Regions from separate parts of the Danio rerio genome. Here region 1 is linked to region 2. The links are chromatin contacts, called in public Micro-C maps. All regions are on one chromosome and are shown on one strand. The core of a region is the stretch at or near the end of the contact, and the rest is flanking DNA. Distances in the headings are between cores, read along the strand shown. Region 1 holds the start of ormdl3 (ORMDL sphingolipid biosynthesis regulator 3). Region 2 holds the start of hdlbpb (high density lipoprotein binding protein b).

Region 1 (4,111 bases), core at 474-2,973, 170 kb after region 2:
CACTGTTGTCCTGTGGCTGCCATTGCATCATCCACGAAGATACTGCACTCTGGTGGTGGTGTGGAAAGACCCCCCTCATGATTGTGAAGCGCATTGGGTGTTTGGCCATACAAAATAAGTGCGCTATAAATACACATTACATTATACTTTGGAAATATTTCAAAAAGAATAAAAATTATTTATATTGATTGATTTTAAACATAACCACATATGCACATATTTGCACATTTATACATTTTATACATAATTTATTATGCATATATAATAGCATTATGCATAGATGCAGAGTTTTCTTTAAATTGTCAGTAATTCATTTTTGTAGTCAATTTTGAATTTAGAGTAATAATGAACAAAATTCATTCATTCATCCATTTTCCTTCAGCTTAGTCTCTTTATTCATCAAAAGTCCCCACAGCAGAATGAACTGCAAACTTATCCAGCATATATTTTACACAGCACATGCCCTTCCAGCTGCAACCCAGTACTAGGAAATACCCATACACACTTACAAGCACACACATACACTACGGACGATTTAGCCTACCCAACTCACCTATAGCGCATGTCTTTGGACTGTAAGGGAAACCGGAGCACCTAGAGGAAATCCACGTCAACACGGGGAAAACATGCAAACTCCACTCCATACAGAAACGCCAACTGACCCTGCTGTGACTCTTGCTGTGAGGCAACAGTGCTAACCACTCAGTAGGCTCGGGTCAGTATAAGATTCTGACAGTATATGGTAACCTTGGATAAAATTATCACGGTTTTATGATACTGATATATATATATATATTGTAACAAACAAAACTTTTTTTCCTCTTTGAACAGTATATTTTATTTTGAGAAACTTTAAGAATATTTTGGGACAGTACTTTTCCAAGTCACTTCCAAAAAGAAGAAATCTTAGGAAGAACAAACAAAACAAAAGCAAACAACGAAATTGTGTCAGAGGACGATTAAATGCCCACATTATTACAATTTTCAGACCACACTGGGGAGAAAGCTGTTCAGCATGACATATTTTAGTTATATTTTAGTATTTTAGAGCTTTTCACTCTATTGAACTGACTTTTTTAAATTCTCAAAAGTCTTTGATAATAAAATATAGGTTATGCTATTAATGACAGTTTTCTTCTTTTTCTGTGTAACACAAATAGAGAAAGTGAGAAGAATGTTAAGGACTTTGCATTAGTCACCTTTCGGTGGCATTACATTTGCTCTCATGAAATTAAAGTGAATGGTGACTGTGAATATTAATCACTAATATTCTGCTAAGCTTCTCTTTTTTGGTTCCACAGAAGAAAATAAGTCATACAGTTTTAACCACACAAGGGAGAGTATCTAAATGATGACTGAATTGTGATTATTCATTTTAAGATGAACAACTCCTTTAATGCAATGAATGCATTGTGTTGTATCCAGTGTTCTTGTGAAATTGTCACCGTTGACTTTCTTACTACAAAACAATCATGGCTAATTCGTTATGTGCAATATTTCGTTTAAATAAACTACCATACCCATAAATCTCAGTATTTTTGCATAATTGCCTAATCTCTCCTCACTAGCACTTTCTGTGACGTGAAGGGGGGGGCGTGCGACTTTTCAGCAAATTATCAACGCATCGACCGCTGATTGGCCTACACCCTCCACGTGACCCACACCGTCCAATCAGCGGATACCCCGATGAATACATTTCCATCCTTCTAAAGGTGAGTTCTGAAAAATGATGACGTGAAACGATGAAGTCTTGCTGTGTTGTCACCATCTGTTTGCACGGGAACAAAGTGCTTGAAAGCAAACATCATGAAATAAACAGACGTGTCAAGTGTCGTGGGCGCAAAACCGCAAGGCTACACTGCATAAAGGCTCCAGAGCGGACGATATCCTGATAACGTTTACGAAATTACAACGGGGGCGAGAACTAAGGTTATAATTTCCTTCCTAAGGAGTTATTGTCAACTTTCTGTCTGGTTAGTGAAGACTCTTGCGCAATTTTGAACAGTAAGTGACTCGTTCTTAGCCCCACTCATCATTTAAATAACATCAAATAACATCAATGCTTGACACTTTCAGAAGTTGCGTTGTGTTTCTCTAGTTTGCATGCTGATGGTGATTTGTGGCATTTTTGTTGTATGACTTGTTACAGTCAGTGCTTGTAAACGTCAGTGAAGTAAATGTGATTTTCACGTGTTTATTTTGTGTTTGACAGTAAGTGCGCAATAGTAGTGAGTAAGGATGAACGTGGGCACGGCGCATAGCGAAGTAAACCCGAACACACGCGTGATGAACAGCAGGGGGATTTGGCTCTCCTATGTGCTGGGCATCGGTCTGCTACACATCATATTGCTCAGCATACCCTTCGTCAGTGTGCCTGTGGTCTGGACACTCACCAACCTCATTCACAACATGGTAAGAAATGTCGAGAACAAGCATTATGATCATGTTACGTAGACTGCTATTGATGTTTATTATTGTTTGGGTCACTGGTTGTTCTGCTAAGTGGTGATCAAAGTAGTTTCACAATTGTTTGTCATAAAAAAGTCATAAAAGTGTTTCTCAATAGCATACAGACAAACACACAATGAAAAATTAACAACAGGAATGTTTCCAAAAATAAAAATTTTCTCTTCATTTACTCACTGTTTACTTGTTAATGACTTTATTCTGTTAAATATGAGGGAAGATATTTTAAAGAAAGCTTAAGTGGTAAGCATTGAGTTCTGTAGTATTTGTTTTTACTACTATGATTGTCAGTGGTTATCGTTTTTTAGCTTTCTTTGAAATATCTTGTAGCTCAATCGACTCACAGCAAGAAGGTCGCTGGTTCAGGCCTCGGCTGGGTCAGTTTGCACTTGTGTGTGAAGTTTGCATGTTCTCCCTGAGTTGGCGTGGGTTTTCTCCGGGTGCTCCGGTTCTCCCACAAGATCAAAAATGTGGTTTAAGGTGATTGGGTAAGCTAAATTGTCCATAGTGTATGTGTGTGAATGAGTGTATGAATGTTTCTCAGTGATGGACTGCAGCTGGAAGGGCATCTGTTGTGTAAAACAAACATATATGCTGGATAAGTTGGCGGTTCATTCCGTTGTGGCGACCCCAGATTAATAAAAGGACTAAGCAGAAAAAAATGAATGAATGAAATATCTTATGTGTGTGTGTGTGTTTAACAGAATAAAGGAACTCTTAAAAGTTTGGAACCACTTGGGGGTGAGTAAATGGTGAGTAAATTTTCAGTTTTGGGATGAACTGTCCCTTTAATTTATAGAACCTCAAGCCAACAAACATGTATGAGACTTTGTTCTGTTGCAGAACATTAAGAATATGTTTTTAATTGAAACCATGGTTTTAATGATCTGCAAAATGCATGTAAATAGCTACTGGGACTAGTAGAGAGTCAGAAACACATACAGATGAGCCAAAATTGCTGTGGCTCCTGATGAGGCTTTAAAAGGATAGTTCACACCAAAATTGAATTTACTCAAGCTCCACATGACCCAGACTTGTTTTATTTATTTATTTTTTCTTTTGAACACAAAATATTTTGTAGAATGCTGGAAATCTGTAACCATTCACTTCCATGGTATTTATTTTTTCCTACTTTGGAAGATGGTTACAGGTTTCTAACATTTTTCAAAATAACATATTTTTTGTTCAACAGAAAAGTGTTTGGAGCCATCTGAGGGAGAGTAAGTGGTGAGTAAATTTTCATTTTTGGGTGAACAATCTTTTTAAGAAGCAAAATAATCAGTGTGTGCGAGAAATTTATTAATATTTACAACATTACTTTTAATCCATTGCCTCAGTGTTTAGTCCTGAACAGCACATGCTCCTGTCCTGTAATGACATAGCAAAATGTTTTTATATTATTGCAATGTTTTAAAAATGTATGTATTGCACACAACTATCACACAAATGCAATCTTAATTTGATAAGGTTTGCAGCATTCAGTACTATTCAAATGCTCTGTCACTTCTAAATTGAAGCAAAAGTCATCATTATAAAAAATGTCAATATGCACCAAGTTTGCAAGGAGACCTAGTTTCTAAAAAAATATCACTGTATGTGCTTCTGTCTTGTCATTTTGACATGACATTTTTCTCCCATGTATTGC
Region 2 (4,072 bases), core at 1,264-3,763:
TTTGATTATTTTATTGTTATTTATTATTTTATTTAACTTTTTTATGCATTTTGTAATACTATTTTTCTCTGAACTTTTCCTTTGCAAGAACCCTGCCTCAAAACACCTGCGCTAAAGCATGTGCTAAAGAGTACAATGTAAGGACTTTGGAATTTTTTTGAGCATTTTCCTCAAAATGTATTAATTATTTTCCACTGCACACATACAATGATGCACATGCTACTCTTAATGAGTCAATTCTTTACAATTTACACACCTCAAACATGCCTAATATCACATGAATGCAAAAGTCAGGAATGTTTTACCCACCTGCAAAGGGTCAAAAACCAGAAAGTCCGTCCAGGTGGCTGCTACCGAGAGCTCTTCAGTGTCAAGTCTGTTTGTTCAGCCCTGAGGTTAACAAAGAGAGATTGTAACCAGCCTTGTGATTACATACACAGTGTAAAAAAAAACACACAAACACACACACACACACACAGCAGGGCCCTCTGAGGTTGACCAGGCAGGGGCCTGAGTCTCAGTAGTCAATCCTGAGGGAGTCAATAGCTAGATGCGGTGCTAAGGATAGTCTCTTTTTCATTCTCAGGTGACCAGGTGTCTAATTGGTGTGTGGGTGTTTGTGCTTTACAGGAGTGATGGCAAAAATACACACAGAGAGACAATTTACACATGGGATCGATCAATACATTTTACACATATCCAGCCGAAAGTCATTCAGAGGACAAAACACCCATGTAGGAGAATAGATGATAAAATACAGGCATGAGCTATTAGACATTTGACAGTAATTATTAGGGCTGCACAATATATCATTTCAGCATCGATAATGCAATGTGCGCATCCGCAATAGTCACATCACAAGATATGCAATGGTGAGTCTGAATTTTAGTTGACCAGAAGTCCCTGCCACTGACTTCATTTGCATGCATTTTTTAAGAGTCTGAAACGTTTGGGCACAAAAAATTTGGATGATTTGAGGTGTGAAGTTTAATCATATTTAATTATTTATACAGTTTTTTTAACTTCGAATTTTTATTCGAATGTTTCTAGTTGAAGAAACTAGAAATATCTACTTTTTTAAAGCAAAAATTTGATTATTTTACTTCCCCCATTGGCAGAAAAACTTGCTTGTTTTAAGGAAAACCATTTAATTTTGACTTAAGTTGAAAACAAAACAATATTTTACTTGATTTAAGAATGTTTGGACAAGAAATGAGACAAAGCAAAGTAAAAAAAGCTTTTTTGTATTGTGATTATTACATTTCTGTACCTGAATAGAGTTAACTTGCATAAAAATGGCAAATAGAGCTATTCTTGTGAAACTGACTTTATATCGTAATATTTATCAAAGAAAATCAAAATTTTACAATAGCATGCAGCCCTAGTCATTTTTATCTAATATTGTGCTTATCTTATTGCTGACTGTTATTCTGCACTATTATGCAACAATAATAAGTCTGTAAGAGGGATAAAACATTATATTTGATTATCTTAATCTGCTCTTGACATTAACAGTTCAGTTTTAACTTGTTAAAATGCTCAGTTTTGATATTAGCAACTACTTTTCCACTACTAAATGCTAATTCTTTACATCACAAATTAAAATTCACCAAGTAAATAATGTATTCTCGATATCTTGAACTTTATTGTCACTATTTGTAACCAGATACACAGCCATTGAAATTCATTTTATGATAATAATTATTTATTTTCATTTTCACGAATTAGATTTGTACTATTTAATTGATTCTAGGCATCAAGAATTTGACTTTGGAGCTTCAAATTTAAAAAAAATCTTTTCTTACTAATAAAAATGTAATTATATAATATAAAAATTGTTATTGTTACTAATAGAAAACTAATTAATGATATCTAGATGTGCTAAAATGAAGTATTGACATATTGTGAATGAATGAATAAAAACAGTTTGCCACACATCAATGGTAAATGTTTCCACAAACTGCCTGCTAAATATGCTCAACATAATCAAATGTAGTGCTCACCTGCCTGTTAGCAGATTGTATAAAGGCTATATTTAACGTGCATCATGCATGATTTAAATCATCTGAATGCAGAGCAGCAGATCAGTGTAAACAAATACAGGAGCAGGCTAACAAAACTACCTGCCATTTAATAGCGCAAATGTCATTTAAAACAGCTGTTAAAACCTTCAATATTTAAGTACATTAGATATGCATCCTCGGTCAATTGTAAATGCTAGTTGTAAACGTTCAGGATAACGGAATAAATATTTAGAATATCTTAGTTTAGCTCTCGAGCTAATCTGCTACATGTAACATATCGTTAGCAGCAGAGCTACTGTCTATCTCTGTTTTAAATACAATAATCGGACTGCAGGAAACGCAGATCTGTTCTTTCGGTTCACAAAATGATGCGATAAGTAGCACGTCAACGAAACAATAACAACTGATCACCTTATCAGAAGGAAAAGCCTTGCCGCTGGTCTGCTGATAGTAAACACTGCTGCTGGGAGTCGAATCCCGAACTGAGTCGGATCTTTGATTCATGAATTATTGTTATGATATGCAGCATTGCAGCTCTCAATATTATCTTAGATATTATCTGTACTGTGCCAGTAAATGATGCATGTTTTAGTAAAGTGTTCATTGATATTTTATTCTATAAACAACTGATATTGTGTCTAAAATAAAAATAAATATAGAGCATTTATTCACAGAAAACATCAATTTTGCAATATAAAATATCCCATTTTCAGTATGTGTGTGTATCTGTGTATATGGTTTCCCTTTCTGCAAACAATTGCTCTAAATGATACTTTGCAAGGTATCAATCCGTATAATCCAATTATATATTTATGTCATTCAATTATTATATTTATTCTAAGAAATACAATGTTGAAAATAAATGTGAAATTAGCCTATACATCTCTTTATGAAAATATTTTTTCCACATTTCCACATTATTCAAGAAAAAAATTAAACTGTTAAGGGGTTGTGAAACAAACAAATAAATACAATTATTTAAAATAAAAGGGTATTTGGGCATTTAATATTTTCAGTTTGCATGAATTCTTTAAACAAAATTGGATTTTCAGTTAATGGCAAAAGGTTTTTAACTTCTGCACATCTTCTGGATAAAAATTGTGGAAACATTTTGTGTTTCCTAAAACCTCAATTATATTTCAAAAGCAAAAACCTTTAATGCTACAGTTTTGAATTATAACACAAATTATAATTTGTTAGGATAAATTGGAGATCGTCTGTGTGTTCCCTCAGTAAGCAGGAGTGCTCCAGGAAGACAACAACAACTGAGATGTGTATCATACAGTTTATTGCTCTCTTCTAAAGAAGACTGGGGCATTCCCAGTCTTTATACATCATATTCAAGGTTACATGGGCTGTGAATACATGCAAATATTCAGTTCAGTTCAGTTCCACCTGGTCTTTCTCCAACCAACCACACACAAGCAAAACAATTACACTCCATACACAAAATGTCAAAGCGCCCTAGTACAGGAACAACTTACAATAAGATAAAAACAGTTAGGAAAAACAACAGGATATGTGAAGAGTGAGTACAGGCATATTTCTTTCATAATTATAAGTTATCTCTAAAACAGGGGTGCCCACACTATTTTTGTATAAAGGACCAAAATATAAATATTTTTAAGAGCCATGGGCCGAAGAAGTTGTAATATATATAGATCCAGTAATTTCCTTATTTATTTTCTAATATTTCAAAATAAATAGAAAACATCACTTTAAATCATATTAACTCGCGCACTACTATTTAATTACACCTTATTGCAATAAAACTTAAACAATCTCCTTTATTACAGAGTGGAGTTCAATGCTGAATACACCAGTCAAGCAAAATCTGCCTTTGACATGATTTGCTCACCAAAGTCTCTGGATTGTCAGGTGACAGTATGTACATTTAAACAAAATCTGATATATTTACACCATTTAATTGAAACATTTCAAATAGCTTTCCCGACAAAACAAACAAACAAACAAACAAACAAACAAACAAACAAACAAAGGGTTGCACTAAATTTGAATGGACAATATAGAAGTCATCCCCATCATTC

What was found. A called contact is a pair of places that touch in the nucleus more often than the background predicts.
Region 1: a Micro-C map of caudal fin shows a contact between it and region 2, with 3 times the contacts expected there. The contact joins the promoter of ormdl3 here to the promoter of hdlbpb in region 2. A contact is called at or near these places in 1 of 18 Hi-C or Micro-C datasets (caudal fin) and 1 of 4 datasets of contacts at active chromatin or transcription factors (embryo).

What each region holds. Positions count from the first base shown.
Region 1 is chr12:23,974,484-23,978,594 of GRCz12tu, reverse strand. ormdl3 (ORMDL sphingolipid biosynthesis regulator 3) reads left to right here and starts at 1,723. Exons shown (of 4, transcript NM_001006087.1): 1 at 1,723-2,004; 2 at 2,213-2,412. The coding sequence starts at 2,239.
Region 2 is chr12:24,144,058-24,148,129 of GRCz12tu, reverse strand. It overlaps hdlbpb (high density lipoprotein binding protein b), which reads right to left and starts at 2,513. Exons shown (of 28, transcript XM_021480308.2): 1 at 2,436-2,513; 2 at 310-390.